Regions from separate parts of the Pan troglodytes genome. Here all the other regions are linked to region 1. The links are chromatin contacts, called in public Hi-C and HiChIP or PLAC-seq maps. All regions are on one chromosome and are shown on one strand. Each heading gives the region's core, a stretch centred on a gene start, on an enhancer-like site or on the middle of the called end of the contact. The rest is flanking DNA. Distances are from core to core; before and after follow the strand shown.

What was found. A called contact is a pair of places that touch in the nucleus more often than the background predicts. HiChIP or PLAC-seq counts read pairs in DNA pulled down with a chosen protein or histone mark.
Region 2: a Hi-C map of induced pluripotent stem cells shows a contact between it and region 1, with 2.1 times the contacts expected there. The contact joins the enhancer-like site here to the promoter of OXA1L in region 1. A contact is called at or near these places in 4 of 7 Hi-C or Micro-C datasets (blood, induced pluripotent stem cells and stem cell-derived neural progenitor cells) and 1 of 1 datasets of contacts at active chromatin or transcription factors (stem cell-derived excitatory neurons).
Region 3: a contact with region 1 is called in an H3K4me3 HiChIP or PLAC-seq map of stem cell-derived excitatory neurons, with 3 times the contacts expected there. The contact joins the promoter of ABHD4 here to the promoter of OXA1L in region 1. A contact is called at or near these places in 1 of 7 Hi-C or Micro-C datasets (stem cell-derived neural progenitor cells) and 1 of 1 datasets of contacts at active chromatin or transcription factors (stem cell-derived excitatory neurons).

The regions. Positions count from the first base shown.
Region 1 is chr15:21,131,652-21,136,433 of NHGRI_mPanTro3-v2.0_pri, forward strand. It overlaps OXA1L (OXA1L mitochondrial inner membrane protein), which reads left to right and starts at 2,469. Exons shown (of 10, transcript XM_016925862.4): 1 at 2,469-2,586; 2 at 3,070-3,231; 3 at 3,780-3,993. The coding sequence starts at 2,524.
Region 2 is chr15:20,956,459-20,961,240 of NHGRI_mPanTro3-v2.0_pri, forward strand. All of the region lies in intron 2 of DAD1 (defender against cell death 1), which reads right to left. Among named protein-coding and RNA genes, the nearest start is that of DAD1, 26 kb to the right of the region's middle. Within about 2 kb of position 2,308, at least 5 of the 24 cell types and tissues checked have an H3K27ac peak or open chromatin away from gene starts, as enhancers often do. A contact at or near this core is called in induced pluripotent stem cells, where this site is marked.
Region 3 is chr15:20,983,643-20,988,424 of NHGRI_mPanTro3-v2.0_pri, forward strand. It overlaps ABHD4 (abhydrolase domain containing 4, N-acyl phospholipase B), which reads left to right and starts at 2,329. Exons shown (of 7, transcript XM_016925857.3): 1 at 2,329-2,578. The coding sequence starts at 2,556. DAD1 (defender against cell death 1) reads right to left here and starts at 838. Exons shown (of 3, transcript XM_509838.8): 1 at 1-838.

The DNA.
Region 1 (4,782 bases), core at 1,219-3,718:
TTACAGGCCTGAGCCACCATGCCGGCCCAACATAACTTTTATATGCACTGCAAAACAAAAAAATCCCTGTGACTCACTTTATTATGATATTGGCTTTATTGTAGTGGTCTGGAACCCAACCCACAGTATCTTCCAAGTTTGCCTGTACATTTTAGCTATCTATTATTGAACAACTTAGTGACTTAAAACTACAATAATTTTATTTATTTGCTTGTAATTTTGCAATGTGGGCTCAAATAGCCTTTCTTTGCTCCACACGCAGTCACCTGAGGTGGCTCCAGTGGGCTGGAGAATCCACTTTTTAAATGGCCTTCTTCACGTGGCTGGCAAAAGTTGGTGTTTTAAATGGCCTTCTTCACGTGGCTGGGAGTTCAACTGAGGCTGTTGGCCAAAACCTCAGTTCTTCTTCACATGGTTGGTTGGGCTTTTCACAGGCAGGAAGTCTGAGAAGTCAAACTTCTAACACAGCAGCTGGCTTCCCCCGAATGCAAAAACAGAAGCTATCAGGCCTTCTTAAGGCATAGTCCCAAACTGGCATAACATCACTTCCAACGCATTCTACTATTGATTAAAGCAAGTTACAGGCCCAATCAGACTCAAGAGAAGAGAACTCCTAAAGGTGCAAATATTGGGAAGCCTGGTTCATTTGGAGCCACCAAAGTAGCAGTGTACCGTTAAGATAGTCACCCTGCCAAGTGTACTGTAGCTGTATATTTGTAATTACTTCTAATTGTATTGAGTTTTAAAAGTAATCTCTAAAAAAAAAATCAGTGTTTCCATATCAAAAATCTATTGATGTTTACAATAGCATCCAACATATACAAGTGTTAGCTCATACCACTAATTATTACTAAATCAGTATTATAGTTCTTTGCCTCCTATTTTCGCCATATCTGTCAGGTACATTCATAATCGTTCCAAATGAGCAGTCACTGAAATAATTTCAGGTTATTGTATCTTTCTGAAACTATAATTTGTTGTTTAGAAAGTAATCTGCATATTGACAGACTTTGTAAGGGTTCAAACATAATCAAACTCCACCTTTCTGACCAGTAACTTTTTTCCCTGAAGATGAATGCTTTTAACTTCAAGAAACAGAACACCCAAGCAACAGACTTAGAGTCTAAACAGTAAAGACCTTTAATCATCTTTTTTTTTTTTTTGAGATGGAGTCTGTCGCCCAGGCTAGAGTGAGGTGGCTCCACCTCGGCTCACTGCAACCTCCACCTCCCGGATTCAAGCAATTCTCCTGCCTCAGCCTCCCTAGTAGCTGGGACTACAGGTATGCACCACCACGCCCGCCTAGTTATTTTGTTTTTTTGTTTTTTGTATTTTTAGTAGAGACAGGATTTCACCATGTTGGCCAGGCTGGTCTTGATCTCTTGACCTAGTGATCGAGACCACCTCAGCCTCCCAAAGTGATGAGATTACAGGTATGAGCCACTGCACCCGGCCAAGACCTTTAATTAACTTACACAACAAAGTCTGGAGATAGGCAGTTCCAAGCATGGTACAGCAGCTCAATGATATCATCAAGTATTTGGGTGTTTTCTATCTTTGCCCTCAACCATCTTCAGCACGTGAGTTTTTCTTTTCTTTTTTTTTTTTTTTTTTTTTTGAGATGGAGTCTCGCTCTTGTTGCCCAGGCTGGAGTGCAGTGGCACAATCCCGGCTCACTGCAACCTCTGCATCCCGGGTTCAAGTGATTCTCCTGCCTCAGCCTCCCGAGTAGCTGAGATTACAGGCGCCCACCACCACGCCCGGCTAATTTTTGTATTTTTAGTAGAAATGGGGTTTCACCATGTTGGCCAGGATGGTCTCGACCTCCTGATCTCATGATCCACCCACCTCGGCCTCCCAAAGTACTGGGATTACAGACCTGAGCCACCGCGCCCGGCCTGCACGTGAGCTTTTCATCTGGAAACTTGTCCCCTCATGGTCAGTCCTCACACCACCCCACTTACAGAAGAAAAAAATGGAAAGGTGAAGTCTCCTCTGGAAGCTTCGTCTTTTTATCTGGGAGGAAAATATTTCCCAGAAGCTGCCTTCTCTTAATTTCTGTCAGACTCTAGACTACCCTCAAATTTCATTGGACCTGCGATTACAGTATTACCTAGCAATAAAAATCAAAAGAATCGAACATCATTGAGTGGGAAAAATCCTCTGCAAGTACAGCCAAGCCTTTTCTGAGGCTATTTTTAAACTTACAAATCAGAGGACAATCGCGACATTAGAGGAAAATTACCCAGGTTTACGCCATCACTAACGATGATAGCTTACGATGATAGCTAACCCAGCTCTTCAACTTCCTTTCAATCTCCAGAAAAGGCTCGCTGCGTGCTCATGGTAACGTGGCTTTACAGATTTTTACCCACTTCAAATATGGCCGCCAAGCTCCGTTCTCTTTTACCACCTGATCTGCGGCTACAATTCTGGCTTCATGCCCGCCTCCAAAAGTGCTTCCTCTCGAGGGGTTGTGGTTCTTAGTGCGCAGGCGCAAAAGCAAGTCCTCTTCCGGGCAAAATGGCGATGGGACTAATGTGCGGACGCCGGGAGCTTCTGCGCTTGCTACAGTCCGGGCGTCGGGTAAGGATGCCCCGGGGCTGAGCACCGGGATGCTGCCCTGACCCAGTGAACCAGGCCCCAGGACAGCTCGTCCTAGGGGTATGAGCAGACGCTGACCTGCTCACCGGGACCTGAATGTCATGACCTCGGGTCATGTGAGGACGCGCTAGGGTTAGTCCCCGACACTATGGGCCCAGCAGCCAGGTGTCAGCTTCTGGAATTGGCTTCGCCCCTGGCGAGAGCACCTCGGCCTCGTTCTCAGGGCCCTCCGATGTGGGTCTGCGATAACTGAGATGCGGGGAACCCAGGTTCGAGCTTCGCTTTGCAGGCACCACCCGCTGCATGCCTTCGGGCTAGCGGTCTGCGCGCGGTGATAGCAATGTCCTCTCCTGTAGTGGCCGAGCTGTCTGCTTCTTGGGGAGTTAGCATAATGAATCCCGTTTGCCCCCACGCGAGGACTTCTGCTCCCGGTAAAGGGGCTCCATCATCCTTTTACACGCTCAGGTCCACAGCGTCGCAGGGCCCTCGCAATGGCTTGGGAAACCGCTGACCACACGGCTCCTATTCCCAGTAGCCCCGTGCTGCTGTCGCCCACACTACCTCTTCCTTGCGGCTTCCGGCCCCCGCAGCCTCAGTACCTCTGCCATCTCGTTTGCAGAAGTCCAGGTAAGAGGCCTTTCATTCCTGCAATATTAGGAGTGGTGTTTCCTGGTTGGTTTCATATTTTGTTTTGTTTGGGAGCAGGGGGAATATGGAGCAGAGTTCTTGTCCACGCTCCACACAGCTCTCCAAAATGATAGCATCTCTGCTTAGGATGGATTTTCAATTCAGTGGGGAAATGATTGAAAGTACAACAGGAGAGATGTTATATTTGGTTTTCTGAGCTGTTTTAAAGAAAAGCAATTGTTTCATGTTAATATATGGCAAAAATCATGATAGTGATATTCAAATGGCTGAAGTTTGGAAAACAGTGATAAAAGAAATAACTTCCCAGCATGAAGGGAAGTCATGGATTCTTACTCAAACTAACTTCTCTTCCTAACTATTGATAAAAATGAGATGTCCTTTTTAAGCTTGAAATCTGCAGACACTAGGCTAACCCGGAAGAACAAGAAGTAGAGAGAACAGAACCCAGTACTGGTTATTATAAAAAGATCTCACTTTCTTTGTGTTCGCTACTGAATAAATATAATACAAGGCTTTCTTTCACACAGGTTCAGGCCCCTCCTGTTGTTGCTGCAACTCCCTCACCCACAGCAGTACCTGAGGTGGCTTCTGGAGAGACTGCAGATGTAGTCCAAACTGCTGCAGAGCAGAGCTTCGCTGAACTGGGGCTGGGGTCATACACCCCAGTGGGGCTGATCCAGAATTTACTGGAATTTATGCATGTCGATCTGGGCCTACCTTGGTGGGGGGCCATTGCTGCATGTAAGGGGAATATACCCTGGACATGGGTTAGGGATTTAACCTCATAGATGGCAATTCTTTGAATGGATTCAGGAAGTAGTTGCAGAAGCTCTGGGGTCAGAAGAGCAGATGATTTCAAATGAGCGATAGAGGTTCATCATACCTAGATGCACTCTGCCTATATTTCTTAAAGAGCATTATAAAACCACCAGATCATCTGGGATTCAAGAAGTATAGATATTTGAATACAAACATGGGGTTAGAGTCAGGGGACCTTATTAACAGTCATGAAGCTATCCTGGTTTAGAACAGAGGTTCAGGTCAGGCACTTAAACCCCTAAATTGGGAAGCCACTAGCATTGCTTTTGTAAAGGCTAAAACTCTGCTTTGAATTATGTGTCTTTCTGCCACGTTGCTCCATCAATTATCTTTTCTCCCCTGTGTCTTCAGCGTTTCCCTCCTCACTGCCCTACCCTGAACATGTAAACATGCTCAGGCACACCCATGTGTTACCTGGGGGAAGGTTTCTTCCCTTCATCCTTAGTTCCCCTTCACTTACTACCCTATCTTCTTCCTTTGATGGCTGTTATTTATTTTGTTGTTGTTAATTTTTGTGAATACCTAGTAGGTGTATATATTTATGGGCTACATGAGATGTTTTGATAGAGGCATGCAAGGTGTAATAATCACATTATGGAGAATGAGATATCCATCCCCTTAAGCATTTATCCTTTAAGTTACAAACAATCCAATTACACTTTTATTTTATTTTTTATTTTATTTATTTTTTTAAACGGAGTCTTGCTCTGT
Region 2 (4,782 bases), core at 1,058-3,557, 180 kb before region 1:
TCCTGCTGAGAGGCATTAACAGTGGCAAGAGACTTTGATGAACATCCAGACCAATCCTCTCACAACACAGACAGAGAAACTGAGGCTCAGAGGTTAAGTTTATTTGTCCATTCAACTAGTTAACAGAGCAAAGCCTACAATACAAGTCTTCTGATTTTTTTTTTTTTTTTTTTTTTTTTTGAGACAGGGTCTCACTCTGTCACTCAGGCTGGAGTGCAAGTGGCATGATCACAGTTCACTGCAGCCTTGACCTCCCACGCTCAAGCAATCCTTCCACCTCAGCCTTCTGAGTAGCAGGGACCACAGGCACACGCCACCACGCCCCTCTAATTCTTTTGATTTTTGGTAGAGACAAGGTCTTGCTATATCGCCCATGCTGGTCTCAAACTCCTGGCCTCAAGCGATTCTCCCACCTTGGCCTCCCCAAGTGCTGGGATTACAGGCCTAAGCCACCGCACCAGCCCCTCCTCTGACTTCTTGTCTCATGTTCTTCCCCACCCCACAGCCTCTCCTATGAATCTTTGCCTTGGCTTTTTTTCTTTCGTACCACTTTCCATGTTTTAGCATCCAAGTAACTTAATAACATAACTTTTTCTTGCAGTTAAAAATTGTTTATTTGGCCGGGCACAGTGGCTCATGCCTGTAATTCCAGCACTTTGGGAGGCTAAGGTAGGCAGATCACAAAGTCAAAAGATAGAGACCATACTGGCCAACATGGTGAAACCATGTCTCTCCTAAAAATACAAAAATTAGCCAGGCTTGGGAGCACACACTTGTAGTCCCAGCTACTCGAGAGGCTGAGGCAGGAGAACTGCTTGAACCCGGGAGGCGGAGGTTGTAGTGAGCCAAGATCATGCCACTGCACTACAGCCTGGACAACAAAGCGAGACTCCGTCTCAAAAAAAAAAAAAAAGGTTTATTCATTCATACACTCATTCAACAAACACACACTGTTACTGTTCACAATTGAGTCCAGTGGGAGAGAGAAGAAAGTGAATGAATAGTTTCATAACAATGTGATAAGTGCAGCACTGGAGGAATGCAGTAGACTAAGGGCTCCTATGCAACCTGAGGGGTGGGAATGACTTGGAATAGGAGTCATCCAAGCTGGGGGGATGGAGAAAATAAGGCAGTGAGTTAGGGCAGCAATGAAATTCATAAATATAAATCTATTTCGATATTCTTTTTTCTTTGGTAGCCTTAAATACACCAAATATAAAATAGAGTTCAATAAACAAGTAGAGTCATCAATTAGCACTTTTTAGCAAATAAAATAAGTAGATTCAAAGTTTTAAGAATGAAAGGTAAAGAACTAATCTCAGAGCCAGGCACTGTGACACACCTGTAGGTCCAGCTACACAGAAGCCTCAGCCAGGAGGAGCACTTGACCCCAGGGAGTTCCCAGCTTGGGCAACGTAGCAAGACCCCAGCACATAAAAAAATATATAATTAATCTCACCTTCTAAACAGAGAAAAATGAGTTGAAAAAAGTTATGATGTGACTACCTCAGATTTCCTACAAATGTAGGACAGTTCCCTCTGAGAGAGCTTATTTGGTGGCAGGACCTAATTCAATATGAGGTGGAAATATCAAAGAGAAAATGAAATAAAAACTAAATGGGCCCCTCCACCAACAAAAAATTAAAGATTATTGCCAGTGGGAGGTCACCATTGAGAATAAAAGACGTAGAACAAACCAAAAAAAGAAGCTCTCAAACTAAGGAGGTGAAAAAAAGAAATCAAACGGGAAACCTGAGGGTCTATGTGCACAGTCTTGGTCTTCCCCCACACAACAAAATCTAGGGCCACTTTAGGGTTCTATGCCCTTTTGTTCCTAACTCGACATTGCCCACTTCTGGCCAGAATGTAAAGCAACCCCCAACCCAGCATCTAAACCTACCTGGACCTCTGCTGCCCCCCAATGACTGGAAAGAAACTAGGTTTTTTAACACAGGTATCAGTAGCTTCTTCCCCCAAACTCAACTCCTTATGTTTTGTAGTAGTCTCTCAACACATGAAACATACAATCCACTAGGTGGCAGCAAAGCCCACAGAATAACATCAAGATCCCCTTCCCGAGGAAATTTTCTAGATTACTATACTTTAACTGAATTCGAAAAGCCAACACAATTTCATGTTTGTAAATAGTGCTGCCAGTCAGAGTATAAAATGTTCTGCCCAACCCTGTAGCCCCCTTGTTCCAGCTAGGATCAAACACTGAATTTTTTAAGACTTGTGAGAGAATGGTCTCCATTATAAAAACAAAACAATGCTAACAAGGCACAGGCATTTGGCAACTATCTCCCTGGGAGCTGAGCACATTTTCAAGCAAGGTTTTGTCCCTTTGGGCCCAGTTCACCCTTCCTTCTGATCCAGGGCCCAATTCATCAGGAACTTTAATTCTCAAACTGTGATCCAATACAGTTCTGTCCTTCTTTTCCTCATTACCCTTCAGAACACCTGAGATGGACTGAGATTTTTTTTTTTTTTTAAAAAAAGAGTTTCACAGGCCAGGTGCAGTGGCTCACGCCTGTAATCCTAGCACTTTGGGAGGCCAAGGCGAGTGGATCACGAGGTCAGGAGTTCAACACCAGCCTGGCCAACAGAGTGAAACCCCATCTCTACTAAAAATACAAAAACTAGCCGGGCAAGTGCCTGTAGTCCCAGCTACTCGGGGAGGCTGAGGCAGGAGAATTGCTTGAACCCGGGAGGCAGGGTTGCAGTGAGCCAAGACTGCACCACTGCACTCTAGCCTGGGCAAGAGAGTAAGACTCTGTCTCAAAAAAAAAAAAAAAAAAAGAATTTCACAAAGAAACACAGAAGAACAAACATGGAAAAAACTAAAGTATATACATTTTTAAATACTGAAATCCACTGAGCTTCTTTCTGTCATGGATTCATTCAAAAATATGCCGCCACCTACACATCAAAAACTGATCATTTCAGGTGTGCATGGATTTCTGGGGGTCAGAAGCTCACTGGGAGCATTTTTGCTTTTGTATTTTCATTTGTATAGTCTAAAAAATAAAAAATATTGAGTCTTTCTTGATCACCTGGATAGATACATTAGTTATAAGATTTCTACCAAGGGGCTCTTTTTTTTTTTTTTTTTTTAGAAAACAGAGTCTTACTCTTGCCAGGCTGGAGTGCAATGGTGCAACTTGGGCTCACTGCAACCTCCGCCTCATGGGTTCAAACGATTCTCCTGCCTCAGCCTCCCGAGTAGCTGGGATTACAGGCACCGGCCACCACGTCCAGCTAATTTTTGTCTTTTTAGTAGAGATGAGGTTTCACCATGTTGGCCAGGCTGGTCTCGAACTCCTGACCTCAGGTGATCCACCCGCCTCGGCCTCCCAAAGTGCTGGGATTACAGGCGTGAGCCACCGCGCTCAGCCATCCTAGCCAGGCTCTCTCAACTTCAGTTCCTCATCTGTAAATGAGAACAGCAGGCCTATCCTCATGAAATTATTCTGAAAATAAAATGATATAGAACAAGAAGTACTTAAAGCACAGCACTCATTATCTGTTAACTTCCTTACTTCCCCTTGAATTATTTATTTTTTTAACCCAATGCCATTTTCTTTTGACCTGCTTCTTTCAGAGTAGTTTAGAGTTTGTCACCCCCAAATTCATGTAAGATCAGCTATATTACAGAATTTTTTTTTAATATCAAACTCTCAACTTAGTTGGAAAATATAAAGACATTCAATCTGTTTTGTTCTACCTTCTGAGTTGGTATAAATATTGAGAATTTACTTGGAACTATTTTTAAAGTGCTGTGGCACAGTGCACATATAGCTGAGTTAGAAGCACATAAAAGGAGCAAATAAATGTATATTTTTAAAAACTGAGAGCAGGACAGTATAGTATAATTCAAATGAAGGATCTCTATGAAAAACAATCTGGGCAATCCCCCAGAGAGAAAGATTTTTCTATGAACATACTCTCCATAGAAAGATTTAACACTACAATCTGGGATTGAGGATTTTGCTGTGCTTTGGGCCCATAATTCCCAGCTGAGCAGGTGGTCCTAGGTTGTTAATATGGTCTGCAGTACACAGTTTCTGCTGAGACTGCTTTTTTGTCTCTGCTTTTGTCATAATTTTGAAATACTAAGCTCTCTGCAGTAGAGTCCTCCTCCAATCATGACAGCCCTAAGAAATAATTTTCCATGATTTGGTATCTCCCTGAGCCTAGAAAACATCCTTGAAATGTTTGCTGTTGTCCCCTTCCTAAGTACACACCATGACTCATCCAGAAAAAAAGAACTTCAGAAATCTAGAGTAAGCAATCAGAAGACATGACCTTTCCAGAAGGCTCTATCAGGAAGCCCAAGGGTTACTCATATTTGCAAGCGTGAGAAGATCAATGTTGGTGGGTCAGTTTTCTACCTGCATTCAAGGTTATCCACTGGTAACAGTTCATTGTAACTGGCAATAGCTGTTATCCATTGCTCAGATAACTCATCTGCTGTCCCTGCTCCCAGATGGTACAGCTGCTCTCTTCTCTGGATTTTCGCAGCACTTTGTTCAAACCTATAGCGAGGCCCTAACTGGGCTGTATTTTAACTGTTATGTTTACATATTCTCCCCTACTAGACTGTACATGTCTTGAAGGCAGAAGCCACACTTTTGGGTTGTTTTTTTTTTTTAATTGAGATAGGGTCTTGCTATGTTGCCCATGCTGGTCTCAAATTCTTGAGCTCAAGCAATCCGCCCACCTCGCCTTCCCAAAGTCCTGGGATTACAGGCATGAACCACCACGCCCAGCCAACAATATTGT
Region 3 (4,782 bases), core at 1,079-3,578, 150 kb before region 1:
TTCTTGGCATTGAATAATAGCAACAACAAAAATAAGTAATATTCGTATCACAAATAAGTGTACCACATGTTTATTTGAATTATCTTGGTTAGTTCTCACAAGATACAAGCCAGAGGAAGAAATTTAGAGATGCTAAATAACTTGGCCAAGGATTTACAGTGGATAAGTGGCAAAGCAAATACTGAACTTAATCAGGCTTCATAACTCCAGAATCTATACTTCTAACTAACCAGTGAGTCTCATGGAGCACCAGTATCTGTGGTGCTTCCTAAAAATGCAGCTTTCTAGCATCAAGCCAAACCAGCTGAATCCGAATCTCAGAGGGTAGGCGCTAGAAATCTGAATTTTTTTTTTCCAAGATGGAGTCTTGCTCTGTCCCCCAGGCTGGAGTGCAATGGCACGATCTCAACTCACTGCAACCTCCTCCTCCCGTGTTCAAGCAATTCTCCTGCCTCAGCCTCCTGAGTAGCTGGGATTACAGGCACGCGCCACCACACCTGGCTAATTTTTGTATTCTTAGTAGAGAGGGGGTTTCACCATGTTGGCCAGGCTGGTCTCAAACTCTTGACCTCGTGATCCATCTGCCTCGGCCTCCCAAAGTGATGGGATTACAGGCGTGAGCCACCATGCCCAGCCCAGAAATCTGAATTTCTAATAAATCCACCAAATGATTCTATGCATACTGAAGTTTAGAACCACTGTGCTTTGTTGAAAGATTGAACGAAGCCAAGTTTGTTGGCTCACCCCTGTAATCCCAGCACTTTGACAGCCCAAGGCAGAAAGATAGCTTGAGCCAAGGAGTTTGAGACCAGCCTGGGCAAAATAACAAGACCCCAACTTTACAAAAACTAAAAAAAAAATTAGCTGGGCACATGTAGTCCTAGCTACTTAGAAGACTGAGGCAAGAGGACCCCTTGAGCCCAGGAGTTCAAGGCTGCAGTGAGCCATGATCATGACACTGCATTCCAGCTTAGGTGACAGTGAGAATCAGTCTCAAAAAAAAAAAGGTTGCATGAAAGAGACAAGTCCTCTGCTAGTTGAACTACTTTGTACCACATCTGGCAAATTCCTAAGCCCCTAAACTCTATAAATGCTGGTTCTCCTAAACGTTAAGTCTTTATAATGATCAGCTTAACACTGTGTTGCTACAAAGAAGAAATCTCAGAATCATCTGGGTCCTGCAGGAAGGCTAAAGAAAAATGCTTTGATAAACCCCTGTGCACCAGCATTCTCTCACCCATCCTCCACCACTCCCCAGTCTGGTTTTTTTTGTTTGTTTGCTTGTTTGTTTTTGTTTTTTGAGATGGACTTTCACTCTGTCTCCCAGGCTGGAGTGCAGTGTCACAATTTTGGCTCACTGCAACCTCCGCCTCCTGGGTTCAAGCAATTCTCCCTGCCGCAGCCTCCCCAGTAGCTAGGATTACAGGTGCCTGCTACCACACCTGGCTAATTTTTTGTATTTTTAGTAAGAGATGGGGTTTCACCATGTTGGCCAGACTGGTCTCGAACTACTGACCGCAAGTGATCCACCCACTTTGGCCTCCCAAGGTGCAGGGATTACAGGCGTGAGCCACCGCGCCCCACCCCTAGTCTGGTTTTAACTAAGGGGATGATCTGAAATCTGACAGTTCCAGGGAGGTCAGGCCCTGTTTACCAATACAAGCAAATTCAGCAGCCAGCCTCAAGATTTAGCTCCTCTGCTGAGCAAACTGAAGTGCACTCAGGACCTCTGGGCCAAGCCAGCCTTATCTCCCTGTCCCCGCATTTACATACCGAAAGGAGACCTAGCCTTATTGGTGAGTCCTTCAACTGTTATCCTCCAAACTGAGGGTGACCTGGAGTTGAGCTATATTTTCCCTGGAAAATAGGTTGGGGTCAGAGTCAACATCAGAGCAGAGATATGCCCATTTTGGCAGATGTCATATAGGTTTAGGTTTGCCAGAGAAAATACAGGATGCCTACTTATGTCCCAAATACTGCATGGCCCATACTTATTCTAAAAAAGTATTTGCTTTATTTAAATCTGGAATTTACATTTAACTAGGTGTCCTGTATTTTAGTTTCGAAATCTGGCATCCAGGCCCTTTGTAGGAGCATTCAACCAATGGTGTTGTCTCCACAAACATTTAAGCCTCTTACTAGAAGGAACATTAACAAGGGTCGATTTCAGGAGGACACAGTTACAATGGGAAGCCCAAAGAGTGGGTGCGAGCGTGCAGGCGTAGTTCTACCACTTTTTACTTATGAGAGAAGGGAGGGCTGTCGGAGCTCCTGCAAGGACTCCCCCAAATGTGTGACCAGGATTACTGTCCTATTCTGAGACCGTCAGAGACATCTCTGCCGGGACACATGCCAGTGATTGAAAACACAGCAAGGGCCCCACTAGCTGAAACCAAGTTGCAGAGTTTTGAGAGTCCCACCGCCGACCGCCGGCCCGCCGCGAGCCCTGCCCCCTGCGCGGCCACGCCCCCTTGTTCCCCGCGGCCTCCCGGGTCAGCTGGTGCTGGCGTCAGGCGCTGGGCGGGCTCGCCAGGACCTGGCAAGGCTTGTTTACTATGGCCGATGATCTGGAGCAGCAGTGAGTTAATCCTGTCCCTTTCTCTCTTTCTCTGTCTCTCTCTGGGCCATGATCCTGGGACTGTCTGTGGCTGAGGAACAGTTGTAGACACCGTCCCGCTCTTCCTTTTCCAGGTCGGCCTCCGGGGAGGGCGGGGGGTGGGTGCGTTGCTTGCTTTGCATTTGCCCAGAAGAGGCAGCGGCTGAGCCTGGGGAGCCATGGGAGACGCGCTCGCCCGCAGCCCGGGGATCCTGGCTTTCTACCTTAGTCCTCGCGAGTGCCCCTCATTCTCCTCTGGCCTCTGGAGAGATTCCATGTTGATGTGTGAGATCCCCGAAAGCAAGCTTGTGGGACGCGGGTGCGGAGGTAGCAGCCAGGCGTGCTCGTCTCGACTTGCCCCAGAACGCAGTCGTGGGGATGGAGAGAGCCTCCTCCCTCCGCCCGGCAAAGAGAAGATGTGGAGAGACTGGAGAGGTCTCCATCGCGCTGAAATTGGTGTGGAACAACGGGCTTGCGAGTTTCTTTAGCTGTCGCCCACCGAGACACGTAGCCGCATGTGATCCTAGTTGATAATGCTTTTAATAATCATAACAACATCTTTAATGCAATGGTTTCAGATTTAGAGCTATTGGGATTTGCTACCACTCTTTCAAGGGCATCAGGTTTGGGATACCACCTGTAGGTGGTGTGACTAGCAGTTCGCAATCTGATAGGAGTAAGAAAAAGTTGCTACGAGAAGAATGACTCAGCTCCCAGCCGAGCCTTGGTTTCACCAGAACTGGGCCTTTCCTGGACCCAGTAATCCTGTTTTTCAGACCTGTAGAACTGGAAGTCCGGGAAACTAATTAACTTTATGACCATAATTAATAGCTTGCTGGGCTTGAAAGAAATGTCCAGGGGAATGTTTTACTTTCTAAGATGACTTTTCCAAGAGGAAATTTGCAATGCTTTAAAGGACTTAGGGAGGCAGAATATTAGAGCTGGAGGACATGCAGGTAGTTCAGCTCCTTTTTAAAAATGAAGAAGCTGGTGTCCATAGAAATTAGGAGACTTGCCCAAGATCACAGAGGTCTAGAACAGGATTTTCTCCCAGCACAGAACCCCTTGTGTTTCTCCCGCATCAAGTTGACAGAGACCGTCCTAGCCAGGTTAAGTTCACGGCTGAATGTCTTTTCTGCTCCTTGCCTCAATTTCCCACCCCAGCCCTTACCTCCCGCATAGTTTTGAGCACATACAGTGTGCCAGGCACCATTTCCAGAGTTTACCTGTAACATTTTTGGTGAAGAAGGAAAGCAAAGTAATTCTCCCACCAAGAACTCTCTGCTGAGCAGTCTATGATGCTGTTCCTTGGGTAGCGTTTCTCCTGAACTCTGCTTTGTACAGTAACAGGACAATGTGGGATCCAGGTGTTATGATCTGACTTGTCACAGTCTGTGATTTAGAGAGAAAATTTGTCTCTTAAGGCTGACAAAATCCTGTGGTCTTGGTCCCCGTGCTTCAAGCCTACAGGGAATTCCAGTAGAATATTAAAAGGATTCTGAGTCTCCCTAGGATTAGATCGATTGATATTGACAACTCTCATCTGGCTAAAACCATTGATGTATCACTCCCAGCTGCAACCCCAGTTTTTCTTTCAAACTTCGAACATCCACTGAGAGTTGCTACTTGCAAAACACTGGGAATGTAGACAACTTATGATTTAGCTGGGGGGAAAGAAAGTTGATTGGGAGTTTGTGCTAGGCAGTATTCTATATGCTTTAGATGCATTAACACTTTTAATCTTTATAGCAACCCTATGAGGTAGATATTATTACCTCCCTTTTAAAGATGAGGAAGCTCTGACACAGAAAAGCTAAATAATGTGCCCATAGTCACATTGCTGGTAAGTGACAGTGCTAAAATTGGAACTCTGGCCTTCAGAGTTTAGATCACACCTCCCTTGAGAAAACAGACATAAATGTAAAAATGTGGTTATGTTCTGTGAATATTTGTATATGACCTTGAAAAGCTGAGGGTGGAAGGTTCAGGGAGAGAAACCTGGATTTGAGATAAGGGGTTCTAGTTCTGGTTCTTTTTTTCTAACTTGTATGACCTCTTTGGGCATCAGTTTGCTCATCTGTAAAATACAGAGGCTAGACTAGTTGATTCCTAAGGAAACATCCTAATCTAAAATTCTGTGCTTCAAATGATGTATCAGGATGCCCAGTGTGGGCCAAGGGGATTTG